2 separate regions of the Mus musculus genome follow, and region 2 is linked to region 1. Evidence: chromatin contacts called from public HiChIP or PLAC-seq data. All regions are on one chromosome and are shown on one strand. Each heading gives the region's core, a stretch centred on a gene start, on an enhancer-like site or on the middle of the called end of the contact. The rest is flanking DNA. Distances are from core to core; before and after follow the strand shown.

Evidence for each region. HiChIP or PLAC-seq counts read pairs in DNA pulled down with a chosen protein or histone mark.
Region 2: a contact with region 1 is called in an H3K27ac HiChIP or PLAC-seq map of extraembryonic endoderm stem cells, with 2.7 times the contacts expected there. The contact joins the enhancer-like site here to the promoter of Lpar3 in region 1. A contact is called at or near these places in 3 of 39 promoter capture datasets (the 3T3-L1 cell line, stem cell-derived epiblast-like cells and trophoblast stem cells), 1 of 15 datasets of contacts at CTCF or cohesin (the NIH/3T3 cell line), 6 of 484 Hi-C or Micro-C datasets (the HL-1 cell line, Sertoli cells, extraembryonic endoderm stem cells and 3 more), 7 of 115 datasets of contacts at active chromatin or transcription factors (bone marrow-derived dendritic cells, embryonic stem cells, extraembryonic endoderm stem cells and 3 more) and 4 of 9 other capture datasets (adipose tissue, embryonic stem cells, liver and 1 more).

What each region holds. Positions count from the first base shown.
Region 1 is chr3:146,217,764-146,224,890 of GRCm38.p6, forward strand. Lpar3 (lysophosphatidic acid receptor 3) reads left to right here and starts at 3,198. Exons shown (of 3, transcript NM_022983.4): 1 at 3,198-3,384.
Region 2 is chr3:146,175,861-146,182,987 of GRCm38.p6, forward strand. It overlaps Mcoln2 (mucolipin 2), which reads left to right. Exons shown (of 14, transcript NM_026656.5): 7 at 651-750; 8 at 4,299-4,411; 9 at 5,846-5,995. Among named protein-coding and RNA genes, the nearest start is that of Mcoln2, 30 kb to the left of the region's middle. Within about 2 kb of position 3,816, at least 72 of the 459 cell types and tissues checked have an H3K27ac peak or open chromatin away from gene starts, as enhancers often do. A contact at or near this core is called in the HL-1 cell line, extraembryonic endoderm stem cells, pancreatic cancer cells and 1 more, where this site is marked.

The sequences.
Region 1 (7,127 bases), core at 1,948-4,447:
TTGAGTTTATTCTTCTTTTACAGTTAGACCTGTTAAAAATGTTATCACATATTTTTGGCCACTTTCGTTCATGAGAACATTAATTGTTGGTTTACTTGGCTAATTTTCTGTTTTTATATTAAAAATTTAACTATTAGAATTTCTTGAGGCTGGTGAGATGGCTCAACTTAAGAGCTCTTCCAGAGGACCCAAGTTCAGGTCCCAGAACAGGATCTCCAATGTTTGTAATTCCAACTCCAAGGAATCGGATGTCTTCTGATCTCCAAGAGCACACACTAACACCTGGCTGGCACACACACACACACACACACACACACACACACACACACAAACATGCATACAGACACATGCATACACACATATGTACACACATGCACACACACACATACACACATGCATACACATATACACACACATACACATGCACACACATACACATGCACACACATGCACACACATACACACAAATGTGTGCATGTGAAATACACACACATCAGTAAACAAAAAGCTTTCAGGAGTTCCTCTGTGCCTTTCAACAGACACCACAGGAAGGCACTGATCTTTCAGCCACCATCAGCTGTCGACAGTTTTCTCTCCTACTCGTTAGTGGATTGTTATTTTAAAATATTATTTTTGTTACACGCAGATAGAACTTTTAGCATATAGTAAAATCAATGGCTATTTCTTGTGATGTTTTACCTTTTTGGTTAAGTTCTCCCTAAACTTAAAAAGCAAATATATATTAATATTTTCCTACTTCATGGCTGTTTCGATAACTTTTTAAGATTTGTGTTTATTTGTATTTATGTACATGTGTCTGTATTTATTGATGTTACTTGCACACCGGTGCCCAAGTAGACACGAAGAAGGAACTGGATCTGGAGTTGGAGTCACAGGTGACTGTCAGCCATTGCACAGAAGTCCTGGGAAGCAAACAATGGTCCTCTGGAAGACAGCGAGCTTTGCTCCCTGCTAAGTTCATTCCTTGTGCTTGTGAACCTTACAGTGGCAAAGATCTAAGCCCCGCCCCATCAGTGACGTGGATTAACATCAGGATTATCTTACTAATGTTGCTTTTAGGTGATGAACTCTCCTAAGTATCTTTGTATTCAACAGGATCTGTGAGTAGACTATTCTCTCTAGAGAAGTTACTTCCTTGAGATCTTTGTATGATATGTTGTGATCATAGTTACTCCTCTCCCTAACCCCTCCCAGATCCACGCTCTTCTCCCTACCCATCCAACTTCGTGTCTTCATTTTTGTTCTTTTTACATCACCCAAGTCCCGTTTGTGCTCCCCACACGTTCTCGGGCTTGTGGCCTTGTAATGGGCATGATTGATGCCCAGGGACTACTACAGTCTTAAAGAAACCAGATCCCTTCTCCCTCCCATTTGCTATCCTTGCCAAGATTTCCTCTCTCAGGTGCAGGCTTCATGCCCCCCTCCCGCCACGTGGACGGTACCACTTACATCTCTCCCTTGATGCACTCCCATTTTTTCACACATCTGCTAGCTTCTGGAGGCAGCCTCATTGCTAATTAGTCCAGGGCGGCGAATTTCAACATAACCTCAGTTAAGATTGTTCCCAAAGGGAAGGGCGTGTGAATTCTTGTCTGTATGGTTGCAGGTCCAAGAGTGGAGAGAGGAGCACGGGCCTCTCTCTTTCCACAAACCAGGCATGAAACTCATCCTTGGATCCTGGCTTGCGACTCCTTTATTCTTGTTTATTTGTTCGTTTGTTTACTTTTTAACTTCTTGTAGCACTCACATTACAACACCAAGACACGTGGGGTGCAGCAGGGGCACAGCTCCTTCAAGGCTGCAGTCTGAAACCCCCTCTACCTTTGCGAAACAAGGCTGTGACTCCTTGCTTTCCCAGAAATATAAGAGCACAAGGAGGCTGTTTGGTGAGTGTTTGTTTAAAAGGTTCTGAGTGACTCTCCAGCCAGTAGTCATCTTCGAGCTTGCCGTTTGAAGTACTGGTTTTCATTTGTTTTTACTAAGTGGTACTAATTTTAATTTGGTTTTACTTATAAAAATATCTGGAAAAGAAGTGGGACACCCCTGACCCAACAAGGGTTGAAAGAAGATAATCCTTAAATTTCATCTTAAGAGTCTGCGTGCATGTGTGTGTGCTTGTGTGTGTGTGTGTGTGTGTGTGCGCGCGCGCGCGCGCGGAACCCAGAAGTTAACTTCCGGTGTCTTCCTCAATTTCTTAACACCTGGTTTCTAGCAGAGCTTGGAGCTCATCCGTGGGCTAGACAGGCTGACCAGCAAAACCCAAGGATCGTCCTGTTTCCACCTTTCCAGCACAGGGCTTGTGGGTGGGTGAGGCAAGATGACTCGACTGAGGATCAAATTCAATCTGAGCTTATGCACTTGACCAACTAAGCCATCGGTGGTACAGAGATGGGTCCCATTGAATGCACATGATTGAACGGATGGTGAAGTACGTCCGAACCCACACTCTAGACGTTTCCCAAGTGCCCCGGGCTGCCTAAGAATGACTTCACTTCACAGGATCTTGTCCTCAGCTTACCTTCTAGCATGCAGGGACCCAGAATTTGGTTTTTAGGGCAGAGAAGCCTTTTACTCTTGCTTTCCTTTCCCCGGCCTTAAGCAAAGGTGGGTCAGTTTTGAAACAGCACCTTCAGGACTGTTGACTGCGGGAGGCCAAAATGACTCCCACGAGAAACTTAAGCAGGCTTTGTTCCCTCTTGTAACACAAAGGTGACCTGTTCTTGGCCTCTGGGGTTGCTTGAACTCTAGAGCAGCTTTGGGGTTCAGGCTTTAGGGTATCAGGTTTGGTCCTGGCTGAGAGCCTGCCTCCCGTAAGTAGTGTGGGGGTAGGGATATGCTTCCCAGCAGACACCTCAAATAGGTATCTTCCATCATAGAGAGAGTCAGAGGAATGAGTTTCAGTCTGGGCATCTTTCTGAGGTATGGCTCCCTGTGTAGGGCCTCTAGATGCTACTGTCCCCTTAGGGGACCTTAGGTAGTCTCTCAGAGCTGGCTGCCCCATAGGCACCAGGTCCCCAACCAAGGCAGAGCGCCTCCATGGACCGCTGGCCTTCTGCCGTGCCGATCCGAGCCTGGCCGGCGGGGGGCGCGCTCCCGTGGGAACTTGCAGAGGCACAGGCCGGGCGGGCTGGCGGGCGGGACCGGGCCGCCCTCCACCTCTCCACCCCCTCGTCCTAGCAAAGTTGCCCGGGACTCCCGGCGCGTCGCCGCGGACGCTGGAGAGCAGGCGCTTGGCTCTGCCTGCTCCGCGTCTTCCGCTGCTGGCTGGCCGGAGCCTGCTCGCCCCGTCGCGCTCCCCCGAGGGCATGCGACAGCGGCGGGACGCTCGGCTCCCGGGCTCGGCGGCGCGGGCGAGCGACAGCGGTGAGTGCGGTGCGCAGCGCGGGATGGGAGGTTCCCGGAGCCTCTGCGGGCCGGGGCTTTTTGGGGGGATTCTTTGGTTTCTAATCCATTTCTCCAAACTCCTGGGGCGGAACTTTCCTCGCGGTGTGTGGCGTACCCTGCGCTTTCCCACTTCGTGTTTTCCCTAGAGCAAAAAGCAATGCAGATGCAAAAGCCGGGCTGCTTCGGCTTCGGCTGGGGACTGACGGGCCGGGAGCAGGGGTGCCAGGCTCCATCGCGACGCGCTTTGCAGGGGCGCTTCTTTCCAAACTCTGGGAAGTTATATGGTGATGGGAAACGGGTTCTCCCCGGGATCCCTGGGAGGTGACATTTCCCACCTTGCAGTTAGTTTCACCGGTGTGGTGGTCTGTCTGTTGGTAAAATCTCGAGGCGAGTGCGTGCGTCTCAAGATTTGGGAAATAGTTACCATGACCAGCTCTGAACGCTATCAGGGTTGTGCGGGATGAGCCAAAGGTCTCCCATCTCCCACATCACGGGCCACAATAGTGCTTTGTTTTGTAGCAGTTTCTTCATTGCCTTCTCTGTGCAAGTTGCAGCTATCAGAAGCTGCTTAGAATTTTCTCAGGCTTGTGATTTAAGGACTGGCTGAATCTTGGAAACAATTTAGTTTTATTAATGGGATCATGGGCAGGGCCCTCCAAAGCACTTAGAGGTTAATTTGTAAATGGGATGATTTTCCCTAAATGTTTCATAATTTGCCCCTGCCATTGCACACTTTTCTCCTGCCCAACTCTTGGTCTTGGAATGTCACATTAGGCTCTTCAGGGCTCCTTCTTGTAATTTGTAAGTCTGAGGACAAAGTGAATGTTAGACCTAGACAGACTCCTTTTTGCAAGTGTGTGAAAGTTGAGTGCATGCCCAGCCTTCACTTAATGCCCCTCGATTGAATTGCTAAAGAGAGTTCTTGGGTTTGCTGTCTACCGATATTTGCTTATCCTGCTGCTAGTGAGGTTTGGGTCCAAAGATTTGAATCCAGTGGACAAGTGATTAGAATTTCCCTTCTTGCTCCCACCAGAAGGAACTCCATCAGAACAGCCTCGATACTGTTTGTTTAAGCAAACTGAGCCATTCTAAAAACCTCTAACCAACAAATACTGCCTGTTAGGTGGGATCTATACCTTGAGAACCTGTGACCCCGGACATCTAACCATGGGACAAAACTTACACCGCTTGTCACGACCACACAGCTAGTGAAATAGACCGCTTAGGAGGTCTTTTCCTATTATACTTTTTATTCTTTAGCATTATTCAAAACCTTGATTCTTCTCTTTGATTTAGAGACAGATACCACTCTTCTATATCTTGCTGAATGCATTCAGCAAGTGCAAGTCTTTGTATCAGACCAGTTCTAATTCGGTCTGGCTGTTCTTTAAGATGTTCAATAAAAGCTTATTTACATGATTCTCATTCATGAGAACATTAAATATGAGATGATTTTTTTTCAGGTAACTTCATCTGAACTGGGGATGTCGCAGTGTTAATTTCTGTCTGTCTGTCTGTCTGTCTGTCTGTCTGTCTCTGAAAGTCCAACACTCATGCCTAAGGGTGGCTGGCTGCTTCCCTAAGCTCTCCATCTTCCTCCTATGGATCAGCATCCATCATACCTAAGTCGTCCTCTGGGCCGGGACAAGGGGTAAAATCATCGTTAGAACTTGCGTGTGACTTGATATAACGCAGATGACGCGTTAGCCACTCGGCTCGGCATCTACATTCGTTCAGATGCTTCCTGGCTTGTGATGATGCCCAGCAAAGGGGTTAAGCTTCTAAATGGCTCAGATGAGGCTCACGCCGTTACTAATGTGGCATACGGGGGAGACCAAGGCTTTCCAGCCAGCCTGGCTTTGTGCTCCAAGGCTCGTTGTTTTACTTCCCTAAGCCTTAATTTGCTCATCTGTAAAACTGAAGATTACACTCAACTCCCAAGATTAAAAGAGAAGACCCGAGGGTCCTTCACATACAGAGAGTACCAAAATGGCGGGTGCCCTTTCCCCCTTCTAAACATTAAGGAGCTGACATTCACATGAACCCAGCCATGCTTGTCCATTGTTCGAGTTAGAGTCTGCAGAGAGTCCAATCCACAGGTGACTTAAGCATACACACTTTCCTCATGCTTGCCTGCCTTCCTGGACAAGAACCTTGGATTATTTCCCTTTTTCTTCACTGCTGGGACCACAGGCTAGACAGGAAGTTATGCAGGGAGATTTATGTTGTCTTACGATTTGAGATCATAGCCCAGTATGGTGATAGGATCAGGAACAGATCTGCTTGCTCACACTGGGGAATCGGGACACAGAGAAGGGGCAAGAAACACGACGATAAACCTCAAGGGTCCTCCCTCAGAAACCCACTTCCTCCAGTGAAGCCTTGTCCCCCACAGCCCCAGTACTTATGGGAGACATTTCATCTCTAACCTACAACAGGCCTGCTCCTATCTGGCTAGTGCTCTCTATAAGCACCAAGCCTTCTCCGTCCTGATGATGTATCATCCTTACTTCTCTTGGGTGAGAGGAGGTAGTGAAGATGGGGGATTATCTCCATAGCCACCTAACAATGCAGTTCTCAAGCTGTGTGTCACAATCCTGTTGGATGGTTGAACGAGCCTTTTACAGGGGTCACCTGAGACCATCTGCATATCAGATATTTACATTGCAATTTATAACAGTAGCAAGATCACAGTTATAAGGTAGCAATGAAAATAACTTTATGATTGGGGGGTCGCCCCAATGTGAGGAACTCTATTAAAGGGTTGCAGCACTAGGAAGGCTGAGAACCTCTGGTCTACAGCATGTGCTTTGTACGAGATGGGCCAGAGGTGTCTGGAATAGGAGAGCTCTGGGTTTTTATGGAAGCCCCATCGTCTCTGTGGGATCTATGATTTTAAATGTATGACTTGTCATTTTTTTAAGATGGCTTGATAATTTATATGGTGGTGGTTATAATTCCTTGTCCATTTACCTTCGTGAGTTAGTGTTAGGTCCTGTTATGTCTTCTTGTACTTGGGGAGGGACCTTGTACTAGGGAATTAAAGAGGCACGGCATCCAGATGTGGACCATCCCAGGCCGACTCACTCAGCCGCTGGATACGTGAGTATCACAATATTCCTGTGGGTGTCTTCAGGACCAAGTGGACATCATTGCCCTCTCTCCCCTGGCCTCTCTTCTGTTCTTTGAGGTCACATTAGACTTCAGGTTGGGAATTGTAAGCAGAGCTTAAGAAACTGCCCTGAATAGGAAGTTAATTGCTGAACCGAGATTACCTAACCACATGCAAGAGGAGGCACAGGGCAAAGTTCCAAGACTCTTTAAAGTGAAGGACCACGGTTCACCTCACCTTTCCTCTCAGTTCATTGTAGATGAACCCCAGGAGATAGCTACCCTCTTAAGGCCAGGAAGAGAATGGGAACAGACGTTTAGAGAGGGTAGACATGAAAACGGGCCCCTGATGCCTTGAGTTTTTAAGGCTCACTCTGCAAAGTGATAGCAGGACCAGAGCCTGGTCCTTGGCGATTTATGTCTTTCAGTCAGAAAGACTCCACAGAACCAGGAGTCATGAGAGTAGTTTTGCCTAAGGGAAAGGTTCCTACATCCTGGGTTGTAGCCACCTCCTCATCACGGTCCTCTTCCTTCTTTATTCCCTGTTCTGGTTTGGCTGTGTAACTCCTGCCCCCTAACTTGTCCTGTTTACCTACCCTCTGTCCCATTCT
Region 2 (7,127 bases), core at 2,566-5,065, 41 kb before region 1:
TTCAGTGATGGTGTGGTACCCATCTAGAGACTGTTCCCTGTGAAGATGGATCCAACCCTTTCCAACTCTCTAAAACCCTATTCTTGGGCTGGGAAGGTGGCTTGATACATAAAACATGGGGATATGAGTTCAAATCCCCAGCACCCACAGAAAACTTTCATCCTTTATGCTATAGTTTTTTAATCATTAAAAAATATATAACTAAATTCTCCCAGTTAGCTTCGGCTGTCAGCCTGACATAGCCCATGGTGTCCTGAGGGTGTGTCCACTGAAGGACTACCCAGATCAGACTGGCCAGTGAACATCTCAGTGGGGCATCTTCTTGGCTACTGATTGATGCAGGAGAGGCTCTTCTATCCTTGGACAATGGGTCCTGGGCTGGACCAAGAAGCAGGCTGAATGAAAGCTGTCAGCAAGCCAGTAAGCAGGACTTCCTCTGGGGCGTGTTCTCCAGTTCCTGCTGGAGTTGACCAGAGTTTTACCACAGTAACAGCAGCTGGACCAGAACCCACGTGCAGAGGCATTTTCATCCCTGTGATCTCTGTATCAGAGTTCTATCTGGGTACTGATGACTTTTGTAAGTAGTTGACCTGACAACCCCCACCCCACCCCGCCTCGTTGGACTATAACCTCTTTGTTTCTGTCTCTAGATTACCTTCGACAACACAGCCCACAGTGGGAAAATCAAAATCTATCTCAACAGCGAGGCCAACATCGAAGAGTGTAAAAACATGAACATATCTGGGTCTAGTAAGTGTACCGTTCAGCCTGTTGTCTGTGGGTTAGAGGAGGTTTGGGGGGCTTAGGGAACCCACGTGATTCGTATGGAAGGTGGTGGGGAAAACGTTTCAGAAAAACAGTTCAAACGCTAGTCCTGAGCGAGTGGTCCAAGTCAGCAAGTGTTTATTGTTTCTTGAGTCAGTGGTTTACGCAGTTCGCCTTTGCAGCAAGATGGCCTGGGTTTGCATTCTGGTTCTGTGAGCCACGGCTGGAGGCTTGGACCTATTGCTTGGCCTCTCTGTCTTAGCAGTTTTCTCTACAAAGCAAGAGCAATGGCTGTACTTATTGAGGGGGTTGGTGCCGAATGCTGGGAGCAGAAGTCATCAGAGTTGCTCCGCAACTCATCAGCGAGGAGAGGCCTTAGGGAGGGACATCTATGTGACCAGATCCTTGGGGTGCTATGGGTAGCCATAGCCAGGGAAGTATGGAAGGTCTGAGTAGGAAGGGAAATGATCATTTTGACCGAGCTCAGTGGGAATCCTGAATTCTCGGAGGAGGTATGTTCTGATCCAAGCCTTGGACAAAGGAGAAGAGTGGAGACCTCAGGGTGCATCTTGAATAAACACGGGGACATCTCCTCCGTCACCCGATGGTCCACATGCTTAAATAGCCTTGTTGAGCTAGCGATGACATCATGTACTGTAATCTCAGCTATGCAGGAAGAAACTGGGAGATTTTGACTTCAAGACCAGCCTAAACCACTTTGTGGGGGAGGGTGTTCCTGTCTCAAAAGAGGAGTGTAAGATATGTGCATCCTGCTTTGATTATTAGTGGTCAGGGCGATGTCTCTGAGTGTGGTGAACTGGCAAGCTCCGTTTACACGAACTCACTTGGGCCAGATGACCAGAAAGACAAATATGAGTCACGTGGTTTTTTATTCCAACAGGTGACTCATTCCTTTTCAGCTGTACAACGGCTGATGATTTCGAAGTTTTCTCTTTTTTTTTCTAGCTTTGGTTTCAGTCATTCCTCTAAAGGAAGCACACAGATTGGGTTCCTGATAAAATGGATTTTCTATTTCGCAGCAGATACTCAAAGACCAGCACCATCAAGGCAGTCCTCAGGTCCAAGTAAAGGCTGAAGCTATGTCTTGGTGGTGTGGGGGAACGTAACCTTTGCCATATATAAACTGTGATTTGCAATAGTCACTGTGAGACTGGACGTGTGCCTCATGGCTCCCCAATGATCCTCTCACCACGCATGCCAGAACGGAAGAGCTCTTGCTCCCCCCTGTGGCCAACAGAGAGAAGCAGACCTAAAATGTGATTCTTACGGCCATGTCTTAGAAACTCGACCTTATCACTAGGAAGACATGAATTTAAAATAAATCAAGGGGTTTTAAAAATCATTAAAAATATGAGGTTTAGAAACCAGTTTAGAAGATGGGTTGTGCTGCCTCTTCCATTTGAAGCCGTGGACTGAGAAGCTCTGCCTAAGAGAGGCCAGAGGCGCCACCTGGTGGGCACTGGCCGCTGTTGTCCAAGTATTCTGATGCTCTCTTCTCACCCAGCTTCCCAGCTGCTGCTTGCTTCCTCTTGGCGTTATCTACAATTATCCACATCTCCTCAAAGCAAAAACCGGTAATGTCCACGTTCACAGACATCTGCTTCCCAAGGAGCCTTCTCTGAGTGCGCTTCTGCTCTCCAGAACTTATATTTTATATACTATAGTTTATAGCCAGCCACACGAGGCTTTAGAAGAATGGGGTGGGCAGGGCTCCCTCTGATGGAGATGTAATGGTATATATTTATTGCAGAGCTGACAGTTAGTAAGCTTGGATAGCCCGAGTCAGAGTTCCTTAGGCAGATGGTGGGAGAGCGTCTGTGCACATCAGGTATCTGGGAGGGTGGAGTGAGTGGGGTGTGCCATTACTCAGAGTGGCAGGACATATTTCTGAACCAGTGTTTTCCAAACTCAGATTTGGAAGAGCTTTCTGAAATGCAATATGGCTTCAGTGGGGTAAGCAATCTATGGCTGCTGGATGTTCCCAACACTTGGGAAGCTGAGGCAGGAGAATTCCCACTACTTCACATTCAGCATAGGTTGCTGTGTTCGTTACTTTTTTGTTGTTGCTGAGATAAAACACCATGACCAAGGTGACCTAGAGAAGGAAGAATTTATTGGGGCTTACAGGATGAAAGTCCATCATGACAGGTAGACGTGGCAGCAGACCATAGACATGGAGACCTAAGCTGAGGGCTCACACCTTAACCTACAACCAAGAAGCAGAGAGAGGAGGAGTCGGGGGAGAAGGTGGTGGAGGGGAAAAGAGGGAGGCTGTGAGATGATGTCTTCTAGGCAAGCCACAGCCATTTCAAACACATTTCGTCCTCAGACTCAGCAGTTTCGAGTCAAAGGCCTTCCCTGGGAATGCATAAGACCAGGCGGGTCGACAGTCAGACAAGAGTGGAGGAGGGGCTCAGGGGACCTACGGCACACTGAGGAGCTGTACGCAACACAGATTCAGTGAGGCAGAAACCACTGCGTTCTGGTGGCTTCCCGTTCGTGACCCCACCAGGCTCCAACCCTCCGGGCTCCGACACAATGTTCTGGCCAACGGTCACACAGATGGGTCACAAACCAGATCACGAATCTGAGTGGGGGGGGGACTAGGTATTGATAAGAAAGAGAGAGAGAGATGAGAGGACAGGGCATGAGGTTAGAGTACGTTATATAAACATATCAAGCTGTCAAGCAGCAGAATTAATCAATAAAAAGAAAAATCTGAAACTTGACCCCTAAAACAAATCATGTGAGCAGGTGTGTGTGAAGTACGGCTCTGGCCAAATGCAAGTGTGTGTGGCTTGTGGATGGTCCCCTAGGCAGGAACAGAGACAAGGGAGACCGATCCAGTCATAGTGAGGCCGGGGAGAGCAGCAGCCACAATGTGGGGCCATGTAGTCTAAGAGCAGCTACACTTACAGATCAGCCTCTCTTGTCCCGTCCCCCCCGCAACCCCCACCCCCGCACTGTACGTTCCAAACACTCATTCGCTCGCTCGCTCACTCACTCACTCACTCCTCAGTCCCTGAGTTCCTTTCTTGGTGTTGACACACAGGAAAGGCATCTCAGACTGGCTTCTGGCAGGACGGTGTACCTTGAAACAGAGGAGCACAAGTGGGACCTCTCAGTGTGGCATTTAACTTTGCTCTCTTAATTGATAAGGGGAACTCATTGTCTGTGTTGCTGTGTGAAGCAACGCAGGCCATGGTGGCCTCTTCTGAATGGAGCCCAACGGGATTGCATTCTGTTGGATTCTGTTCTGCAGTAAATATTTATAAAGAGCTTAAGTGCGTTGATTAACACCGCCTACGTTTGTAAGTGCACGGCCCTTCCCTCCAGGGTGTGTTGGCTTGTCTGTGGAGTGCGGTATGCTGTTGCTTCTGATGGTTGCCGCTTTAACAAGAGAAAGGGGTCTTTCCCTTGAATTTCCCTTCAGACTACCATTTGCTGAAAAGACTACTCTCCACAATGTGTGCGAGGCGTACTTCCCATTTGTACTCTGCCTTGCTCTGCAGCTCAGAGAAGCACTCACTACCTCCTGGTGTTTGATGTGTTCGTCATTATGATCTGCCTGGCATCCCTTATCCTGTGCACGAGATCCATTGTTCTTGCTCTGAGGCTGAGGAAGGTAAGAGAGAAACTCCCCTGTCTCCCTCCACTCAGCCAACAGCCTGCATTTGTCTAAATCAAGGGAATAAAATGGCAGCATCCAGGCAGGCATGGTACAGGAGGAGCCAAGTGTTCTACATCTTCATCTTAAGGCTGCTAGCAGAATACTGACTTCCAGGCAGCTAGGATCCTTATCCTAGGGTCTTAAAGCCCACACTCACAGGGCCACACCTAATCCAACAGGGCCACACCTATTCCAACATGGCCACGCCCACTCCAACATGGCCACACCCACTCCAACATGGCCACACCTACTCCAACCTGGACACACCTACTCCAACCTGGACACACCTACTCCATCAGGGCTATACCCTCTAATAGTGCCACTCCCTGGGCTTAAAGTTGAGCTAACAACTACAGGTATTTGTGGTGATCTCTCAAGCGTTTAGAGGTTTCCAGAATGAAGATTTTATTTCAGGGATGACCCTAAGAGCATGCGTGGGTTGCATCATTTTCTGTCTTCAAGTCAGAATTCACTTTGAGGAGGAGGCAAATGGGTTATAATGAAACACAAATAATTAGATTTGATTTCTTGAATAGTTTCATTGTAATTTTTTTTTTTTTTGGCTGTTTAAGTATGTTTTCTCAGGAGTGTGTACTGACTTCAGCTTACTGTGTGTGTTATTCTGGCGTGAGGTGGGAATCTAGGGTCCCACTGGGGTCAGGGGAAACAGGAAGACACTGAAATACTTCAGAGCAGGAAATGGCTCATGTTCTATTTCCTTTGATCTCGACTTCCACTTTGACTTTAAATTATTATTTTTTTTGAGATTTATATATTTTAATTTTGTGTGTCTGAGTGTTTTGCATGCATGCGTGTCTGCACACCATGTACATGCGGTGCCCCCAGAGGCCAGGAGAGGGCAGCAGATCTCCTGAAACTGGAGCTACAGACAGTTGTGAGCTGACCCCAGGTCCTCTGGAAGAACAGCCAGTGTTCTCAAGCAGACATCTCTCCAGACCCTTGGCTTTCACTTTGTAAACATCTACTTCATATCTGCCTTCCAGGCCTCTGGATATTCTGTATCCAAGGTTGAAGTCCCTCTCTGCCAAGTTCAGGGACAGCATTGGGGACACAGTACCCTCATCTGGACCACAAGAGGATCCTAGTTCAAGGGGTTGCCATCAATCAGCTTAAATGAGGGCATAGTTTGCAGTATTTGGAACACAGTCTGTGTTAGTGTTCTTGGAAGGACAGCATAGGTGCTCAGGGTTTGGGTTAATCTAGCAGATGTTCAAATGCTTGCTTACACGGGAGTAGACAACTCCACTCGGCTGTGGCACCGCGTCTCCCTGTGAGGTGGATCTGCCAGCTCGGAATTGTTTGCTCTTGTCTTCTGCCTCCGGAGGTCAGTGTGACTTGTAAGACGTCTTTTTTACATGTTTGCCGTAGAGATTTCTAAACTTCTTCCTGGAGAAGTACAAACAGCGCGTGTGTGGCGCTGACCAGTGGGAATTCGTCAACGGATGGTACGTCCTGGTCACTATCAGCGACCTCATGACAATAATTGGATCCATATTGAAGATGGAAATCAAAGCCAAGGTCAGTGACATCTAGAACCTTATATTGTCCCGGATGACCTCAGGTCATCCTGTAAGACATGGAGTCTTTCTGGGGAATCTTTCTGGGGACTAGCCTGCTTCTTGTGTTTTCTCTTTTCTGTCACCCATTGCTTCACGTTCTTCTCCAGGAAGAGTGCGCTGTGGAAGGTGACACCCTATGGCCTTCCTCCAGGAATGCAGGTAGCATCATTTGAACAGGAATTAAGTTTGGGGAGACTGAGGGAATGGGCTTTATATTCATTTATTTTTCGATGTATCTATTTACTTATGTAAGTTGCAAAGGAGGCGGCTGGTACACAGAGCAGACATTTCTCCTAAACACCTGAAGGGCCAGTGGCAGGTGTGAGGCATCGCAGATGCTGTGAGCCCCAATGGCCAAGAGATCCCCAGCTCTCAAGTGCCTATATGGTCTGACCAGTTGCATATGTTGGTTGGTTTGTTCTCACGACTAGGCTGAGTCTCTCAACTGTTCTCTTCTCTGTTCTACATCACTCTCACAAAACTGCCCTCACCATAGCTACAGGGTCTCCCTGTCTCTATTCCAGCTTCCTTTGGCTTCCCTCGGGCTGACTCCCTCTCTGGCCTGGCCTCCCTCAGCAGCTTTGTGATTCTGACCTTCTATCCCGCAGACCCAGCCGTACAGTGGCTGGGCAGTCTTCCTGAAACTACCCATCTTGCTGTTACCATCCTTTCTGCCTTCCAGGATCTACTTAGGATGAAGTGACCTCCGCTTCATCATGGCCTCTAGGGTCCCCATCATTTATCTCTGGTTCCATCCTGGCTCTAATACTGCCATTCCACACACCAGGCCTCAGCCTCGGGGTGTGTTCAGACTCTGTCCCTATGCCGTAGACTTCTCTCCAGCCTGCGCTGTGTGTCCCGCTGCGCTCCAGGTCATCCCCATGCGAAGGCCTCTGGGACAAGTGTCAGCAGCATATCTCTCATTGAATTTAGCATATTGTATTAAATGGCTGCTTGTCTCTTCAGTGAAGCCTAGAATCCCTTGAGAGCAGGAACTCGTGTCTGTAAGTCACACTGGAGTTTGCTTCCGAAAGTCAATGGATTATATTGCTTGTTCTTTGCCAAACACCAGGCCCTTTCATGCCTAGGCC